2 separate regions of the Mus musculus genome follow, and region 2 is linked to region 1. Evidence: chromatin contacts called from public promoter capture Hi-C data. All regions are on one chromosome and are shown on one strand. Each heading gives the region's core, a stretch centred on a gene start, on an enhancer-like site or on the middle of the called end of the contact. The rest is flanking DNA. Distances are from core to core; before and after follow the strand shown. Region 1 overlaps D430001F17Rik (a long non-coding RNA gene). Region 2 holds the start of Fam243 (family with sequence similarity 243).

Region 1 (4,034 bases), core at 1,067-3,566:
CTGAACAGCAGCGCAGTGCCGTGGTGATGAAGAGAGATGTCAGAGGCCAACCCAAACCTCCTGAGCTCCAGAGACCCATCGCTCAGCTTGCCCAGGCCATGGCTCAAACGCCAACAAAGTCCTACCCAAAGCTTCTGCCAACCTTATCGGCTACTCCAGGAGAGACCTCAGTCCACTGAAGAACGAAGTATCAAGAGATAATCTTAAGGAAGGCAAGTTCCTCCCCTCCCCCACTTCTCTGCTTCCTTTGTAGAAATGAAATGTACCCTCTGCTTCCAGGTTCCCATGCCTTCCACCATGATGAATTCTGTGCCTGTGGAACTGTAAGCCAAAATTGAATTGAAACAAAAACCTTTCCTTACAACAAAGAAAGAGATGGATGGAGGGAGGGAGAGAAGGTGGGGAGGGAGGACAACAGATCTCATAATGAACCAGCAAGAAAGGCCACAGGGCCAGGAGTCTGAAGAAAAGCTTGTAACCCAGCCCTCTTCCCAGGACCACTCGTGTAGACTCTGCGTACCAGTATGGAAGATGCCCTGCTTCTCCTCTGGGGGAAATGAAGGCTTAGACCTCCTGGGCTAGCTGAGAACTTAAATACCCATGATGGCTGATCTTCGCTGACACCTTGACACACCTGAGAAGAGGAGACTTCACCCACCCAGGAGCTGCAGCTGTCTTTGAGCTCCCATGCCCCTACAAAGAAGCCTAATAAACCCACTGGTTCGCCACGCTGGACTTTAGTGGGCCAGTGCCCTATCTGCGGCGGTGAATAGACATTTGTTTGTGTCTTCCCAGGAAAGTCACAGAATGCAGTAACTTGTAGAAATGCCAGCGTGGACTGGGAAGGAGAAAAGATTTGGGTCTCCTTCCCACCTGCCACATTGCTCCCTCTGGCCCTTTACCAGTTCCCTGTGACTGCTGCCTATTGACAGTAAATAAAAGGCACAGACAGACCTTGGCCTGATGGAGACCCACCCCCAAAAGAAGCATTTCTGGAACACAATTGCCACATTGAAAAGCCTTGTAAAGAGAGGCCTCCAACCATAACCATGGGGCCCTCTCACCTCTAGAAATACACTTCCTCCTGTCTACACATCCCGACATACAAACAATAACTCCATCACCAGGAGACCACAGCACAAAGAGAAAGGGGGAAGGGACAGAGGGAGGAGAGAGAGAGAGAGAGAGAGAGAGAGAGAGAGAGAGAGCAAGGCGTAAATAAGATGTGTGTGGGCAGACAGGAAAAATGATTGAACGGCAGAAGACATGAGGATGCATTTGACACAATGGCTTTTACATCACACCTACACACACGGCTAATATAAAGTACGTTCACAAACAGGTCTGTATCTGCGACGACGACGACGTCACACATTCTGTCTTGCGACTAGAAACAGTATTTGCACTTTGTACCCTGCACTGAATTATTTTATACACAAGATCACCTGGCACAGCTCCTGTCCCCAAGATGCAAATTAACATTTTCACAAGGGGTGGGGAGGCTGGGGGAGAGGGTGGGGGTGGGGGACCAATGTGCTCTGCTGGCCACACTGATATTACTGGGCATGATGGATGCTGCCAGTGCTGTTGCCTAGCAACCCAAGACCCTTCCAGACAACCCAGCAGCCTCGCTAGTGCGCAGTGGCAAACAGGGCTGGTTCAACATGGCACTGGGCACAGAAAGATAATAACGTGGGGGTGGGTTTTGGGGTTTTTTTTGTTTTTTGGTTTTTTTTTTTGTTTTATATTTTTGGTAATCATTCTTGATGATTTCCTGAGGAGATCAACATATCTAAGAGCAGCCTGAGTCCTACATGAAATGAGAGCTGGAAAAATCCCAGGGTTTTTGAATTACCTCCTACTCTGCTCGGGAGAGTTGTGGAATTTTACTGGCTGGTCTCCTGACAATCTCCCCACCGCTGGCCCTCGCCGCTACAGTCTCAGAGTGACTCACCAGCATACCCTCAGAGCTGTTTGTCAGCCTTGTCATGAGTCACGGTTTTTTCAGCTTTTTTTTTCCTCAAACTGAAACACTTGACATTTTAGAATGGGTTTGGGGAAGGTTCTTTTAAAAAAAAAAAATAAAAATAAAAAAAAATAAAAGAAAGAAAGAAAAGAAAATGTAAGCCACTCTCTGGCTTTGTGTGCAAGTGTGGGGGTACGTGGGAAGGGGTGAATAATGACTGCCTGTGCAGGTAAACAGGGACACGTGACCAGCAGCCAGCAGAGCGAAGGCAGCTGGGGGTGAGGGACGGACATTCCCCTAGGCTGCATCTTAGCAGGACACAGGTTGGCCAGCATCCACCCACTTCCAATCCATTCCATCAGAGTGACAGAGTGCTCCCCTCACCTCCCAACAGAGAAATCAGCCCTCCTTCTATGCTCCATAACAGAACCACACAAAGCTCTATGGGAAAAAAAAAAAAAACATCCCACAGGGAAAATTAAGGAACAAAGAAAACTGGAATCTAAGATTAAAAACCGAGAGCCAGAATTGCTGCCGAGAGATTGGGTCCCATTGGACAGAGGTGGGCTGGTCTCTGGGCCTGGATTCTAATCCTGGCATTAAGTATGGGAAGGTAAGAAACTTCTGCCCATTTGAAGGGCCAGCCAGGTGTCTCATTCTGTCTGTCCATTAGCAAGCTGTCTGGCTTGCTATTCCCCATTGAGGGCTCCTCAGACTCAGGTACCTTTTAGCTCTCTCGGGAGCCTTGAACCACATCAGATATGTCATCAGCTCAGTGCACGCTGTATGTCTGTAAGGAGACACAGTTACAAGAAAGAATTAACTAACTAAATCCAATTAACCTCTCAGAACCCCTATTAGTTCCTGTATTTAACAGGATGAATTCAGTATGCCCCGTCAGCCCCACAGAAAAATAATGAAATCTAGGAGTCAACGAGACTGAATGCATTTCTAAGCGTTATGCAATGTTTTCACATTATAAAAAACATTATTGGAAAAGAAAAGGAAATAGTTACCGGAAATGCAGCAAAAGCCGGGGATCGGGGATCAGGGATCAGGCTAACTCCATGCCTGGTGGAGAGTCAGGAACAGGCTCATGACAAGAGTCTCCTTTTCAAGTTTGGAGTGAGAATCAAAAGTCCACATTATTTGCATCGTTGAGCAACGGCATTGAAGATTCAATGTTTAAACCACAAATGCTTTTGTGTTACAGCAACTTAGTAATTTTATTACCTCGCATGCTTTAATTAAATGTATTAAATCCATTCCCTGAACATAAAAGTCCTAGGGATAGATATAAGACAGGTAACTGTTTTTCTTTTTTTATTATTATTATGGAAATATTCAAACATGCACAAAAACTAGAGGAGATGGCCTTAATAAACCTCTCAATGTTTATCTACTTTTATTTCCTGTGGATGCGATTAAAAAAAAAAATACCTTACTAAGAGAAGGGTTTACTTAGCTCACAATCCCAGGTTGCAGTCTATCACTTCAGGGAAGTCAAGGCAGGAGCCTGAAGCAGCTGGTTACGCCTACAGTCAAGAGCAGAGAGAACGGGGAGTCGGGGCCTGCATGGGAGCGCCCAGCTGGGTCTCTCTGTTCTCACACAGTTCAGGATCCCTGCCAAGGGAATAGTGATGCTCACAGTAGGCAGGGCTTCCCATCTAACCTGAACATCCTTCATAGACATGTGCACAAGCCAGGTTCAGCTAGACACCCCCTCATTGAGATAATTATATGGTGTATCCAGCTGTCAACACTGACCACCACAATGCTCATCACACTGCGTCTAGCATCATTACCAATCGCCAGTCTTATTTCATCTACTCCAGGTACCACATCGTGTTGTTTCAGATTTTAAAAAAAATTTTTTTATTAAAAATGTATTTATTAGGTACCCAGTGTTCTGCCTGCATATATGCCTCCATGCCAGGAGAGGGCGCCAGATCTCATTATAGATGGTTGTGAGCCACCATGTGGTTGCTGGGAATTGAACTCAGGGCCTCTGGAAGAGCAGTCAGTGCTCTTAACCACTGAGCCATCTCTCCAGCTCCCTATTTTCTTT
Region 2 (4,264 bases), core at 1,008-3,507, 360 kb before region 1:
ACACACACAGACAGACACAGACAGACACAGACTCAGACTCAGACACACAGACACAGACACAGACACAGACACAGACACAGACACAGACACAGTCACATACACAGACACAGACTCAGACACAGACACAGACACACACAGACAGACACAGACAGACACAGACACACACAGACACAGACACAGACACAGACACAGACACAGACACAGACACAGACACAGACAGACACAGACACAGACACAGACACACACAGACACAGACACAGACACAGACAGACACAGACACAGACACACACAGACACAGACACAGACACAGACACAGACACAGACACACACAGACACACAGACACACACACACAGACACACACACACACACACACACACACAGACACAGACTCACACAGACACAGACACAGATTAACTTTTATACAGGGCAAGAGACAGGGACCACCTTGTCCTTCCACATGTGGCTATCCAGTCCCACAGCACGTTTTGCTGAAGGGGCTGTCCTTTTGCCGATGTGTTTTGGGCACCTTGTTGAGCATCAGGTGGTTGTGCAGTGTGGGTTTGCTTCTGGATAAACCCCTCTTCTTTACCTTAGTCTATCTTGGTTTTGTTTGTTTGTTTTTTGTTTTTCCCAGCTACGCTGTTTCGGTCTGTGAGATTTTGTTACTGACATGGGAAAAAAAAAAAAAAAGAAAACCAATTTAGTTTATCAATTTGTGTTGTTTGTATTATTTAGATATTGTTTTGTGCTTGTTATTTGCTTTGCTGTTTAAATTGCATTTTGAATATAAATGTGCACATTTGCCAAGACTAAATAACAGCAGAGAGCGGGATGCATCCTGGGAGTTTCCCCCACCCTCTCTTCCTCCAGGTAACCGTTGTCAGTGTTTGCTGTGTGGAAATATAATCAAATGTGCACGCTGTTCAAACACAAAACACAGCATGCGGATTCCCCTGCACTTCTAGACGAGTTTCTCATGTCCGTGACCTCTCACAGGAGAACAGGAGGCGCCATCCATCGACACTGGCATCACCACAAGGCCGCTCTCCTTGCAGCCTCGGCCGGTCAGGTCCCTCCAGGCAGGAGAGGGAACTATGGCCCCACCACCACTCCCAAGCACTCTGGGGACTATGGGACCGTCACGGCTTCTGAGCACTCTGGCTACAGAGTCTGTATCTACATCAAATCTCATCTGAAAACTGTTTTAGACTGCTAAAGAAATGTCTCCAGAGAAGATGGCCACAAGACACAAACTGGAAGCTGCTGTCTGTGGCCTCTGGAGAGGATGTCTGGTAACCGCACACTTCGTGTGAACTTGGCTATGGTGATAGCCTGGGTTTGCCTGAGTCCCAAGAAAGCCCTGGTCCATCAGGGTAAAGGGAGGAGATTCCCAGTTATTCGACAGAGAAGCAAAGAACCAGGCAAATCATTTTGGCTGCACTGCCATTCGGAAGATCCACTTAGGCGCATCTGTGAACTACCTTTAGCTTTGATTAAAGGGGAAACAATACAAAGGAAATTAAAGTGATAAAGAGGAGAGAAAGTGAAGCAAACTGCCATTTTCTCCAAGTATCAAATGGAAACGCTACTCAGTATGGTGCGCGACTGTAATCCCAGAACTTAAATGGCTTAGGCAGGGGGATCGCTCAAGCCAAATACTGAGCCACTCAGGGTTACAGAGCAAGATGTGGTCTCAAGAAATTATAGCAAATCAGATGTTTTTCAGATAATGTACTGAATCATCTCCATTAACGGCAGTCCCTCTGAGGGACAGGCACATAGCCTGCCTCTTTTACTCTCTGCCACATCAGATTTCCCTTCAGCTGCCTGTAAACCATTCAACCATTTCCTTCAACATTCGTCATATTTCCCTTCAACCGTTGCTGTAAAGGTAGACAGGCAGGTGGCACAGTTTACACATGTGCACAGACACCCCACAACACACACACCCCAGGCCTTCCTAAACACATCATGAATATCCCCCGGCACACTGCACAATGTCTGATTCACGGAAGGTACACAGTAAATACCTTGGAAATAAATAGATGGGTAGAATATCCATCCATCTCCATAGTCCAAATGAAAAGGAACCAGAAACCTGACCACCATAAAAAGATCGGTTCTAGGAGTGACACTGGGTGGCGTTTTCTGTGGTGAAGAGTTCTGAGCACGTGCCTCATGCTGTTCTGCCCCTGACACGTAGCTATGGTACAGCGTGAGATGTCCCTTTGTGAGGTCATCCTTCTCCCCCTCCCAGAACTCCCCAGATGGGAAAATGTGAGCCACTCAGGGAGCCCCATGGCTCGCTTCACAAACTGTCTTCTGAAAAACATCTTTACCAGAAGTCAGTTTGACAGCGCCAAGAGGAGACAGTGCCTTCAGTATCTCAACGCTCTGAGATCGCTGCAACACAATGGATACAAGACCGTGTATTTTGGGGAAACTGAGATCCCAGAAACTCTTGTCACTGGGGAGGACTTTAGTGACAGCTATTACATTCACACACCATCGTGGTGTATCCTACACGCTGGGGGCAGTCAAGGATGGGTGCCTTGGAAATATCGCATGTTCCTGAGAAATGACCTGTGCATCAAGAAGGAAGACAGCCTGTTCTTGGAGTTCTGTGATGTTGTGAAGAGGGCCTATGGCAAGTGTGCCATCGTGGTCAAAGGGAGAAGGCAGCAAGATGAGATGAAGCCAAAGACAGACAAGGAGGGGGAGGCCAAGGCCTATGTCCCAACAAGCATTAATTTAACAAGCATTGCGTGTTCCCCGGGAGTGGCCAAGTCCTACGGCCATGAACTCATCTCTCTGCCTCCCTACTATAATTATCTGAACCCCTTAGACTCAGCCTGGTCTTCCATGAAATGGTTTATCATAAACAACCGGAAGGAGTTTTGTCTGCAGTCTGTTGACAATGTCTACACTTATCGATACATACTCTTCAGTGACTTAATAAGCAAAGGGATTGAAAAGGTTAACCTGACCAAGTGGAAGGCCATAACCAACAAGGTGCGCAGGTGGGAGAACTATTATCTTGCCAAGTTTTCTTAAGGGTGTCTGTTCCACAAAGCCCTGAGCTGTATGCTCTTTGCTGCTAACTGTGGAGTCTGATTCTGACTCACCATCACCAAAACCACACTCTAGGGGTGACCTTGAGGGATTACTGCCTCAACGGGGAGGTTCTTGAGGGCTACCAGCAAAGTCCTGGGGTTGACAGAGGCTCCATTAAAGTTTGTTGATAAGTACAGGGTATCAACTCTCATCTTGTGATGGCTACCCTGAGGACCACGTTTATGGGAGTTATTGGGAAGACTCTAGCACAGTGGAGGGTACTGGCGGGCAGGATTAAAGGATGTGTGATCAAAATTTAGGTCTAAGAAGAAAAGAGAACATCAACAACAAAAAAGAACACTCTGAATTAAATACTAAGCCAATAAACTTCAGGTTAAATAATCCACAAGCATCCGCCTTGCCATGAGCAAGAGACACGTGCATACAGTGGTCCAGCCGGGGCTATCCCTCTGGGAGGTAGTGGTGGTGAGAGGCAACTGCGAGGTAGTCAAACCGCTCCATATGTCCAAGGCAAATGGGTGGGGCCAAAAGGGAGCCATGGAGACATCAAAGGTTCAAGGGGTCTTAGGTCAAGTGGGGGATGGGAGGACGATGGAACCCACATATCCAACCTGCAAGAATCCCATCCGGAGAGTCCAAAGGCTGCCACTGCGTCTATCTCAGGCCTCTGAGCTGAGCTACTGCAGTTGGCACAACACCCTGCTCAAGCCCCAGGGGGCGCTGTGGGCCGGAAGGGTCTGTGCTTGCACGTCTGCTACAGGAAAAGCCCGGCGCCTGTGAAACCGACCACAAAGCGCCTTTTTCCTTATGTATGCTCAAGCAATAACTTCACAACAGAAGTAGTTACTCTGAGGTGCATAAAATGACAACCTACACAGGAAAATATGGACAGCCACGAGGCAGGAGCAGAAAGGGCACAAGAACTCTACTTGGTCTTCAGTTTTGCTGAACCTAGAAAAAAAAAAAAAGCTCTAAAGACAAGTCTGTAAAAAACTAGCGTATGAAGATGTCCACCAGCTCCCGGCGGATTTGACTGTGGGTGGAGTTGCGAAGCCAGGCCGCTGCCAAATGCAGACTGCTCCATATTCCAATCTTGTCCTCCTCTTCTCTGGAATCTTCCTGTGTTATTCAGAAAGAGGCCGTGGGATGAACAGAGCCACCTGGAGCGTTAATGCTCTTCAGGAGTAA

What was found. Promoter capture Hi-C pulls out the DNA fragments that hold promoters and counts their contacts.
Region 2: a promoter capture Hi-C map of the HPC-7 cell line shows a contact between it and region 1. The contact joins the promoter of Fam243 here to the enhancer-like site in region 1. A contact is called at or near these places in 5 of 39 promoter capture datasets (the C10 cell line, the HPC-7 cell line, cranial neural crest and 2 more), 1 of 15 datasets of contacts at CTCF or cohesin (stem cell-derived epiblast-like cells), 1 of 484 Hi-C or Micro-C datasets (bone marrow-derived macrophages), 3 of 115 datasets of contacts at active chromatin or transcription factors (embryonic stem cells, epiblast stem cells and oligodendrocyte precursor cells) and 1 of 9 other capture datasets (adipose tissue).

What each region holds. Positions count from the first base shown.
Region 1 is chr16:91,960,608-91,964,641 of GRCm38.p6, reverse strand. D430001F17Rik (a long non-coding RNA gene) reads right to left here. Exons shown (of 4, transcript XR_876250.1): 2 at 3,407-3,501; 3 at 2,983-3,076; 4 at 1-2,756. Among named protein-coding and RNA genes, the nearest start is that of D430001F17Rik, 8.6 kb to the right of the region's middle. Within about 2 kb of position 2,316, at least 198 of the 459 cell types and tissues checked have an H3K27ac peak or open chromatin away from gene starts, as enhancers often do. A contact at or near this core is called in the HPC-7 cell line, bone marrow-derived macrophages and oligodendrocyte precursor cells, where this site is marked.
Region 2 is chr16:92,319,434-92,323,697 of GRCm38.p6, reverse strand. It overlaps Fam243 (family with sequence similarity 243), which reads left to right and starts at 2,257. Exons shown (of 1, transcript NM_029252.2): 1 at 2,257-4,264. The coding sequence starts at 2,300. The coding sequence ends at 3,055.